2 separate regions of the Anas platyrhynchos genome follow, and region 1 is linked to region 2. A link is a contact called in public Hi-C data. All regions are on one chromosome and are shown on one strand. The core of a region is the stretch at or near the end of the contact, and the rest is flanking DNA. Distances in the headings are between cores, read along the strand shown.

The links. A called contact is a pair of places that touch in the nucleus more often than the background predicts.
Region 1: a Hi-C map of skeletal muscle shows a contact between it and region 2, with 2.0 times the contacts expected there. The contact joins two enhancer-like sites. A contact is called at or near these places in 2 of 8 Hi-C or Micro-C datasets (skeletal muscle and subcutaneous adipose tissue).

What each region holds. Positions count from the first base shown.
Region 1 is chr3:56,780,925-56,786,439 of IASCAAS_PekinDuck_T2T, reverse strand. It overlaps ARID1B (AT-rich interaction domain 1B), which reads right to left. Exons shown (of 19, transcript XM_072035945.1): 12 at 5,016-5,220. Among named protein-coding and RNA genes, the nearest start is that of TMEM242, 100 kb to the left of the region's middle. Within about 2 kb of position 2,964, at least 2 of the 8 cell types and tissues checked have an H3K27ac peak or open chromatin away from gene starts, as enhancers often do.
Region 2 is chr3:56,661,901-56,667,301 of IASCAAS_PekinDuck_T2T, reverse strand. All of the region lies in intron 4 of ARID1B (AT-rich interaction domain 1B), which reads right to left. Among named protein-coding and RNA genes, the nearest start is that of ARID1B, 180 kb to the right of the region's middle. Within about 2 kb of position 2,746, at least 3 of the 8 cell types and tissues checked have an H3K27ac peak or open chromatin away from gene starts, as enhancers often do.

The DNA of each region.
Region 1 (5,515 bases), core at 1,715-4,214, 120 kb before region 2:
CAGACGTATATTGCAAAGGTTGATCGATGCTTTTAAAGCCCTCAAATACAATTAAAATGAGGACCAAAAGAAAACAAACAAACAAACAAGGAGTAAAATTATAATTCTCTGTTTGAGGCTGTCTGAAAACTGTGGTACAGTTATTGAAAGGTGAGGGTAACACAAAATACTGAATAGCTTCTCATTTGTTGAACATTTGTTTATTTTGTGCACTGAATGACACAGACATTTCACAGAAAAAATATCAATGTGACCGCATGATTAAGAGTGTATTGAACTGTAGATGCACAAGGAAACATAATTAAGGTTACAAAGACTATATCTCACTTTTGGCATTTCTTAACATTTGAGCACTAGGCTTTGCAACAAAAAGATATGCTTTGACCAGTTTTTGGATATAGTATGTGCACACACTAAATGCAGATTACTTATGTTCCCTCACACATACTAATACATTTCACACACATTGCTATTAGCAATGTTTTCTAGTTTTCAAGGATATGGAAACAACCCTCTACTTTGGAAGAAAGTGACATATTCCTCTCTTCATGTTTCACCTTAGATTTTACATTTGTTAATCTATTCTCTGAATTCCTTATATCTATTCTTGCAGGTATTTTATTACTCTAGCCGTTTCGTTTTGATCGTGGACATCCTGAAACAGAAGCCCTATCTTTTAAAGTGCTTTCTAAGCTTCGGTACTAAACAAAGAATGAATAAGAAAGACAAACACTAATGTTCTTTTAGAATAGGTAATCTCTGTGTACATGACTGGAGCTGACTTGTGGACGTCCAGGAAAAAAACCTATGTATACATAGCTAATGAATTCTTCATCTCACGTCCATGTCTCAGTAATGCTTCTCTCTCAAGTGTCATAGCAGATCTGTAAGAGTATGCTTTTAGGAATTTAAAATCCATTCAAAAGGAAATAAAAGGAGCATTTCTGTTAGTGAGAAGTGAAATCCTACAAACTCTTCCCGCAGTTCACTCAACGGCAGCACGGAATTGCAGGACTGCCACAGCTTTTTCCTTGCAAAGCCTGAATGGCAGCACGGGCTGCTTTCAGGAAAGACCCTTGATTTACCAGAAAGACGCAGTTAAAAAAATAAATATATAAAACAGATTTCTCTTGCCAGCAATTTTTTCCCTCCAGGAAAAAAAAAAAAAAAAGAATTCAACCTCTTGAAACGCCATTAATAGGAGGCCTGACGCGCTCTCTAGGATATCCCTACCTTTTGCCAGAAGCTACAAATGTATACTCTAAAGTAAACAATGGGAAGGTTACTGAAGGTTAAGCACATTCGCATACTTCAGAGCGAGCAGCCAGCCGCCACGCTGGGAAGATAATTCACACAGCACGAGCCCCGTGCCCCAGTTTGGCCGGGCTGGGGGCCGCTGGCTGCGGCTGGGCCCCCCCGGCGGGGCGTGGGGGCACCTCGGCCTGCCCCCACGTCCTCCGACCCCTCGCCCATCCGTCTTCTGTGGGGATTCCTCGGCTGGCCTGGTGGCACGCTGCGTGGCATCACCTGCCCGCTAATAACAGCAGGTCGGTCGGCCACCCGCTGCTGAAGAGGGATGGGTTTGGTTCCAGGGGCACTCACTGAAGGGCTGCGTTGTGCTGCGTCCCCCCCGCTGTCCCTCTCCCCAGGGCCTGCTTCTCCACTGCCAGGGAAACTTTCAGTTCAGGACTTGCCACTGGATTTGTGCATTTGGGTCAAAACTATCGAATGCACATGATGGGAAGCGCATTTTGTCTTTGTACCCACTTCTGGAAAGTACTGGAGCCCCAGAAGGATGCTTACGAAGGCCCACGGTGCCTTTCTCTCCATAAAGGAGTGCCTGCACAGCAAAATAACACCCAATAGTTGGCACGGACCTTGGCACAGACACAACAACCAGGACACAGGGCCAGCAGGGGTCCTCTAATAGCTAGCCTGGCATTAGGCATCTGCTGGTGGTGTCCACCACGGTGGTACTACCTGACCCAGGCAGACCCAAGGCGTGATATCAAGGTCTCAGCCTACCACAAGCACGTCTCCAGCCTGCACAGCCTCAGAGCAGTGCAAGACACACTGCAACACCTTCAGGCCCCCACCTCTGCCTGGCAGTTTTCTGAAAGGACAGAAGAGGCTCCAACAGTACTATGGAGCCAGGACGTTTATTACAATAGGCAGCTAATCCTATCACTAATGCCTTGGCTACAGTGCCAACGCTGGCTACTCCGACTCCCTTCTTCAACTTCATATAATTGCTGACACTACCCTGAATTGCACTGTACACAGCACTAAACTATTCTCTCCTTTACATATCATTTACCTTATTAGAGTTAATGATGCAAAAACCAAAAGTGATGGGAAATCCCAAATACAAGCAAATGGACTAACACACGAACCCACAGTGCTGCATCGCAGTCCCCCAGATTTGCCTTGCACACCACAACCTTTTCCCAACCAGGTTCTTCTGCTGGGCTCTGCTTCCTATGGTTTTTGCACTGTTTCTCATGGACAAAGTACAACACGCCCCCTCTGAGACAAATCCCCCTGCTTTTTTATCAAATTACCCAAGCACTAATGCTGCCAACTGCTTCTTTGCAAATGGTGTCTGCTTCAAAGCGGTTCTGCCTGCACTGAGCTAACTGCACAACAGAGGCTAATGGTTAAAAGGAGGACCTTACGAGGCTGCTGTTCCGTGTTGTACCGGGCTCCTGCTCCCTCTGAATGCCAAAGAGTAACAGATTATCTAAAGTACATCCACAACTCTACTTCTTTTGTGCAGTTAAAATGTTAATGTTGGTATAAACCAAAGAAAAAGGAGCGAGAAAAAAAAAGCTGACTATTAAAAAGAACAGGCTTGTACTCTGCAGCATCTATACCTCAGCGGGATTTCATGTACTAAAGCTGATACACACTGGGAAAGCCTTTCTGCGTACAGAAGTGCAGTCCATTCAGTGACACGAGTTCTTTTCTAGCCAACAAAACAAACCTTGAGATCTTTGCTTGCTTCCCCCTCTTCCAGTCTCTATGTCCTGCTGTGTTTTTATCTTAGAAAAATAGTTTCAGTTCTCCTCATGGGCAGCTTCCTTGAATGTTATGATAAATTTAAACTCGGACTTTATCATTTTAATCTGTGGCATCGTGATACAAAAGGACGCTGTAAAAATGGTACGTCTGGTGTTTCTATTCCTTTGTTTCCAGTCTACGTATTTAAATAAGGATTCTTCATCTCAAAGTTCAACAGATTCACAGGAATTGTCCCCGAACAAACTGCTGAGCGCAGTGTTGGAGGGGGACGGGCAAGGGAGGAGACAGCAAAGCACAATACCCTTTCATTTTTAGTACTGCTTCTTAGTTTTAGAAAGAAATTAATTTCCTCCTGACACTCCTTAGCAAGTCTAAACAATTTCACTCCCCTTACCAGCCTTCTTGGGAATGAGAGGCAAATGCAACACTTATAATTTTTGCAGTGGGGCACACTCTGGACTTGCTATGCTCATTTCAGACTGATAAACATTTGGACTATAGGCTTCACCTCTTGTACTACGTATTTTTCTTCACATTCTGAAATTACCTTGCAAAGTCATCTTCTATATTAAATTATCAACACTGAGGTACCTGATAACTGTAGGTATTAAAGAGGAAGTGGGACTATTTAAAGTATTACACAAGGAGATGTATCTAGGAGTGTTTAACACTAAACACTGCCCCAAATCCTTAAACCAAATACCTCATGCTGAAAAAGATTTAAGCTTTATTGCCTTACCTTCTTCTGTAGTGACAAAGCACTATCATATGAAATGATCTTGTAAAGGCCAGAACTGTGTTATATGATGATAAAGGTTTTTGCAAATTTTGTGGTATCCACGATAGGAGTTTTCCAACTGGGGCGATACAGCCAGCAAAATACCTCAAGAGCTTGCTGGGTCCCCCACTCTCCACCTCCCATTTTCAGCCAGTGAACCGAAATAACACAAATTAAGTCATTAAATACTTTTCCAATATTGCCTTCTAACATACGGAACTGCTATCAACATTCCAGAATTATGCTCTCTTGGCAATAACAGAAGGCGGTCTACCTAGCAGTAAATGTGAAAGCTGGTATTAGCAAAATTATTTTGTTGCTCAGAAAAGTCTAATAACCAGCAAATGAAAGGAAAATTTTTCAGAAGTCAACTTAATAGACTAATACTTACAACACCTTTTCCTATATACTTAAAATGTCACTGCTAAAGAATTTTCCTGTGTTGAGTATCAATCATGACTATCAAATCTTGCAAGTCTCAAGTTAAATTAATTTAGAAAGAAACCACACTGTACACACAAAAAGAATGGCCCAAATCAATCAATTCATGTTCTGATTTTTCAGAGAAGATAAAAATGGTGATGCTAACAACTTATCTGACATGCAGGATTAACAACAACAGAATAGAGAGCGTGCCTCCAGACTACAATGTCTGGCCGTGGGGATACACCATACTCTCAGCTCCTTCCATCTGCCACACATTCAAGGCGAGCCACATCAGAGCAAACATCTGAGATCCACTCATTAGCCCAGCATCTGCCATCCTGCCTCCAACTGAAGTTTTACCAAGCAACAGCCACGCTGAAAATGCAGCTTCAGAGCCACAGCAATGAAGGTGCAGGCAGAAGGACCTCATCTTTAGATAAATGGAAACTCCTCCTGGTGCTGGCTGCCTCGTGTCTTACAGCACGAGCACGTCCTCGCAGAATGCTATCATTTTTACTACAACAGCTTAACTCTTTGAATCTTAGAGATATGATGGTACATGCACCTTGAGCAAAGACTAGATACATAACCGTGGATGGCTCCTCAGAGTTAAATCTGACTCAACTCAGGAGCCGGTTCAAGTTGGAAAACAAGATGCCAACAACATATTTATCCTCGCAGTTTGTCTAATATTAGCAAGACATGCTTCTAAATATAAAAACTGCAACCTAGTGAATATCTTGCGCATTTAAAAATGGTTGTGTAAGAGGCTGCAGTTTTTCCTACTTACCAGGAGATGGCGGCTGAATCTTAGGTTGTTTCTTGGTATCTCCGGTGCTGAAGACTTCTGGAGGGGGCTCCTCCCCTCGCTCGATCTTGCACTCGAAGGCAAACAGGTACTGAATGTATTGTTTTTTCAGGGAGCTGGCTGCACTGCTCGAAGTGCCAACGTTCAATGTTGTTGCCAGCTCACGCCACTTCTTGTTTTTATTAACCTAGCACAAGAAATGGCAGAATCATTGGTTTGCAGCAGACTGGTTTGTTTAAAAGTCAGGAGACAAAAGAAAAAAAAAAAGTACTTAATGTCTTGGTTTACTTTTTTTTTTTATTATTATTATTATTTTCCTCTTCTAACTAATGCTCATTACTCCCACACGAAGTAATGCATAGACAGCATTTACAGTTATAAAACCATTAAGGAACCTGCTGATAGCTACATAAAAAGCTTTGCTTGTTGAGAGTCTTCTGCATGGTGCATCTTTTAAATGCCTTGCACTCTTCCAGGGCCTG
Region 2 (5,401 bases), core at 1,497-3,996:
TCTCGGTGAATCTGATATTCCCTCCAAGTTCAAAACAGCCGTATAAATCACACGGGCCACACAGGACTGCAAAGGGCCCGCGCTATCGCACCAGCAGCATCCTGGTTACAGTTTAACAGCCTGCAGTTCAGCTGCACGCTGCCAGAAACACAAAGCTGAGCTAAATGCTGGCAAACCAGGGGAGGAACGTGGGGCTGCGAGGTCTCAGCACCCCACCAATTAAGAGTGTGGAGTAACAGAGGAAAGACTGAGAAAATAAATCTCCCTCCCCCTTTTTTTGTTGTTGTTGGTGGTAATTCTCATTGCTGCACTGTAGGGACTGATGTGAAATGGTGGGTTCAGTCAGACCCTCAAGCTGACGGGTGTTCCCATCAGGAGAAGAGCACCAGATGCTTTTGGGGTGTTTCTACAGATCCTAGCAAAGGGCTAACCCCCCGTGCACATCGCAGGGCAGCTCCTCGAGCCAGGACCGAAGCAGGCGGCCGCTGCCACGAGCACTGGCTGGTCAGGGGCTGCAGCAGCACGTATGAACAAAGCGTCGGCTTAAGTCAGCGCAGAAACACAGCAGAAATACTGAGGGAAGGGGGATGCATGTCACCAGAAAGGCATAGAGAGTTGCAGACGTCGCTTCAGGAAAAACTGGGCGATGTCCCGAGTCGCACACACGTGTGTTTAGGAAAGCTGTGTGCCAGCTTCTGACCCCTCGGACTCTCCGAAGGGCAGCGGCAGCTCTCAGCTTCCACCACAAAGCCACGCGTGGTCCCAGCCACATCTTGGTGATACAAACTCCACAGCATTGCTGGTGATGGCTGCTCACCATGTTCTTGTTCTTAAAGCAGAGATGATACGGGAAGAAAGCCAGCAGTTCATTCATTTATTTATTTTTTAGCGCTAGTTCCCAGCTGATGGCAAACCACGCAACAGCATGGTTTGAGGACTCGGAGGCAGGGGTGATGCTCACCAGCTCTGCTCACCCCAGCCCTCCACATTGCACTCAGAGGAGCTTTTGGAAAGCAGAGCACTTCCACAGCCCCATGCCAGCTGCCCAAGCCTAACCCTGAGGCCGCCAGTATTTATTCTGCAAGCATCAGTAGCTGCTTCACATGGAAAAGAAGCATTGGGCGTGTATTCATCAGTATTTTGGGTCACCAGAGAGATGTCTAGCAGAAGAAACAAGGGAATAAATATATCTAGGAAAAAGCTCAGCATGCTGTCCCCTCACGGGGACACTGCCACAGGAGGCAGTTCCTCCCTAAAGCCTTGCCTCGACTTCCCTGAGACTGCACTGCAGGAGTGCGTGCGCAGGCAGCATCGCTGACTGGGACAGAGCGCAGGGAGCAAAGGGGCAGCTGCTGCCGTGCCATTTATCCAGCACGCCTGGACACTGGGGGACATTTGGGGGTTCCCAGCTAATGTGGCTTTCTTTCCTCTCCTGTGCATCATTTCATCTTCTCTTCCCCCATGCAAGGTTGTCCACATCCACCACCACCGCGTGATGAGCCAATAAAACCTCACTTTTTTCCATATCCTCCCATAAAACTTTAAAATCCTGAAAAGAAATACCAGAGAGATCTCCTGAGGCTGAAATTCCCAGACATTATAACTACTGATTCTGCAGGTGAAGCTTCCAGACCACGATCGCCATCACTCAGCCCTGAGATTTCTTGGGTTGCCCTGGCAGTGAGATGCATAGGTCCAGGCAGGAACATGCTGAAATTGCTGCTACTCGCTTAGCCATAACCACTGCAAACCGCTTTGGCTCCTCTGTAAGGGGCCCCTGAGCGCCGCTGAGAGCCCTAAAAGAGCACCGTATTCCCTGCTATGGTGCCCTTCTCTCCCCTTAAAAACCAGCTGGCACAAAGGGCACTCGGGAGGCTTCAGCAAGCCTAAAACACAGCTTTAAAATGGCTCAGAGGAAGAAGGCTGGGAAATCCTTTTAGTCATCTCCGAACACCTCCGATAACACAACTCCACAAAGAGAACAGCAGCAACAGAGCTGGTGAAACATGTAATCCTAATTTTGCTCTGAGCAGCGAAACAGAAGTTACTGGAGGCTAGTATGAATATCTATTCTTTCTGAGCTGAAACAAATCCAAAAACTTATTTACAAGCCCCCGGATTCCTACCTAAGTCAACAGTGCACAGGCAGATGTAAATGAGGGCTCATTTCTCTGTATTTTCCTATATACTAAACACACACATAGACACTCCAAGTGTCAACATATCAAGACAGAGATAATTCAGACACTTGAAAACATCCTCTTCTGAAAAGGATTAATTGGCTTTAAAACAATTTAATTTGGCTTTGAAGATGCAACTTGCAGAAGCAGCCACCAGATGGCAGAAGCAGAGGCTGCTCGGAGACTTCAACAAAAGAAAGCTGTCTTAAACAAGGCAAGCATTAAAAGAAAACAATTTTTATGCCTACTTTTTCTTCTTCTTGAATAACTTCTTTCCTCCTTCCTTCCAGGAATTAAGTGCTATTTTGTGCCAATCGATCTAGTTCAAATCTCCAAAAAATAAAGATGGAAAAATTAACAAACACCAAAATCTCTCGAGAACACATTTTCTCAATTTTCTCAAATGGCATCGCTACTCCATCTCGCAGCTCAAGGCTTCCGTGTTATGGATACCGCTAGAACAACAGTTTCCTTCTAGATTTGCACCGTCATAACTCACGGTCAGCCACTAAATGTATTCTCTTTGGTGTCCTACGCTTCAAAGCAGGAAGCTGACACGTAGCTACACCGCGCAGCAGCTGAATTTCCCCTCGAGATTTGAACTTCTGGTAGCTGGGGCTGTGAGAATAAGCAGGCTACAGGAGATGCAGCGTGGTGCGCTGAGTGTAGCAATACAGCACCGTTTGCAAGGTGGAGGAAAGAGAAAAATAAAAATAAAAGCTTAGTGAACTCGAGTAAAAGTAGCATGGTTGGGAGCCAAAAAGAGGTTTCAGTCCTGAGCACACGTCATTCTTAAAATTGTATATCCTGTGTCGGAGAGGGAGCACTGAAAAAATGCATCCCGGCCGCAGGTATTTGAAAAGACTTAGGAGCTGCCTCCCTCAACAACTTCCAGAGTTATTAAATTTTGGAGGTGAGGTCACCGCTTTCTGCTGCGTCACAGAACCAAAACGCGGCCACTTCCACGAGCAGTGCCCACAGCCCCGCGGTGCTGGCACCGCCACATCGGAAATGCCACCCTCACTGCGTCTCTCTAGCAGAACGGTGGCTCCATGGCACGGATTTCCCTGTCGAAGAGAAATCTTTCCTCCTGGACTTGTCTTCTCCGAAGGAACCATAAAATCCCTCCGCCAGCGAGCACGTCCATCGGGAGCGAGGTCGGGGCTCCTGGAGCCCAGCAGCGCGGCCCCAGCAGCGCCCAGGTGAAGCTGGCTCCGACGTGAAGACGGCACCAGACGCAGTGCTGCAGATAATTGTGCCTCCGCACGGCAGCAACACCTCCCTTGCAACACAGGCAAGGCTTTCTCGCCTGCCCCTGCTTTTAAATGACACCTGCGAATCGCTAATCCAGTCGCCGTTGATTTCCATATGTCAAATTACAATCCCAACTTGTGCGCAGCAACATAATAGTAATGATTAAGCCAATTACATCACAACGCAGCTTAAAAGCGCACACAATGGACGGATTAGAGCCGGCGACCAAACACGAGCGCCCTGTTCTGGCTGGAGCTCCCCCGCTGCGGGAGCATCAGCGGCTCCCTTTCCCTCGCCCCGAGCCTCCCGACAGGTCTGCCACCAGCACGGTGCCCTGCAGCAGTGCCACGCCACGCCACAAGCTCTGCCAAAAGGGCTGCAGCACCCAAGGGTGGCTGGCACCTCTGCCAAGAGGCCGGGATGCATGGGAGAGGCGGCATCACCCTCCCAGGCTGGGCCAGGCCGCTGCTACCCAGACGGATTTGGGTCAGGTCGGTGCTGGCAGCAAAAGTTGTGGGGAAAGGGAGGGGAAGAGAATAGGAAACTAAGCACTGACTGGAAAACAGCCCGGCAGCTCCTTCCCCAGGCAGGGCTGGACACTGTAGCCCACCTGGAGCATGTGCCGCCTCCTTTCCGCACTGCCACGCCAACTGATGCCAACGTGAGACTCCTACAAGGTGTGGATTAAATCTTTATATCACGACCAACCTCTCAGACTCAGGTTTTCCATTCTAACTGAGGGATTAAAATGTCCTGATGAGAACTGAGCGTCTAAATCTCAGGATTTAAGAAATTCAGACACGGGTATTTTCATTTGTCCATTGCCTTGGTGTTTGTGTTGGCGTCGTTCACAATGGTTAAACCTTTTACCTCTTATTTCTGCTCTGTGCACCTTATTCTTTTTTCCCTTTCTTTTTCACATCTTTGTATCCCTCCTAATTTTCTCCGCCATCTGGGAGCACTGGTCCCATCTGCTAAAATCTGTCCTCCTATTCCAGCTAAAACCAACACAAAATAAATCGGAACTGTTAGCATTTTACATGTCATCATTAGGCTCTAATAAGATTAACGGGACTGAAAGGGCTTCCAACTTTTAAATACATTCCTGCGTGCTGACTGCAGACCCAGGCAGACACCGCTCCATCCGGTCACTCTTATTCTACCTGACTTTCTCGGCAGTCCCGGGTTCAAAGACAATTCCTGCATGTGCAAGCTGGCACTCGGCAGAAGCTGAATGAACCATGCCCAGCTGTTAGGTCTGTCCCACATCACCTACCACCCGCTCGTGATCTGCTGGGTGGTCATTTCCCCAGGTCTCTCCATAAACAGCCACGCACATCACAGCCACTCTAAATACTGAAGCTGAAAGATCAGTCAAAAGCTGGATTAATTTTTTTTTCCTTTAAGGAACAACCATGCATACAAACGCACACACAAACGCGTGTATAAATAAAACTGAACGCCACATGTTCCATCTTCCAAAATGCTATTACGGCACACTAACAGCTTACCCCTTCTGCAAAATTAGCTGCAAAGAAAGCTGAATGCTTTTGCTTCCTGCCATTCAACCGAAGGAGAGGTTTGGACAGTAACACTACCGTATTTGTGAGTCTTCATACTCAAACGGCACCTTTTATTTAAACTGCTTACACTTAAAAAAAGTTGGTATTAAAAACATCATTTTTTTCCAATAAATTCCATCTATTTTATCTTTGTTTTGGGAAGACCGCTTTCTGATTAAAACAGTGAGGCGGAGGGACCATTTTGAAGGACTTATTACCAGCGGTCTGCGAGTTGCACCTGTTCTGTGCTTGCAGAGCAAAAACAAGCTCTGGCACTTCAAGGTACCTCTCCTCTGGGTTTGTTGACAGTGTGAAACAATGGCTTTTGTTTTAATTTTCTTTGCTAAAATTAAAAAAAAAATCTTTTGCCTGATCAAAATGCATATCCTACATCAAAGACCCTCT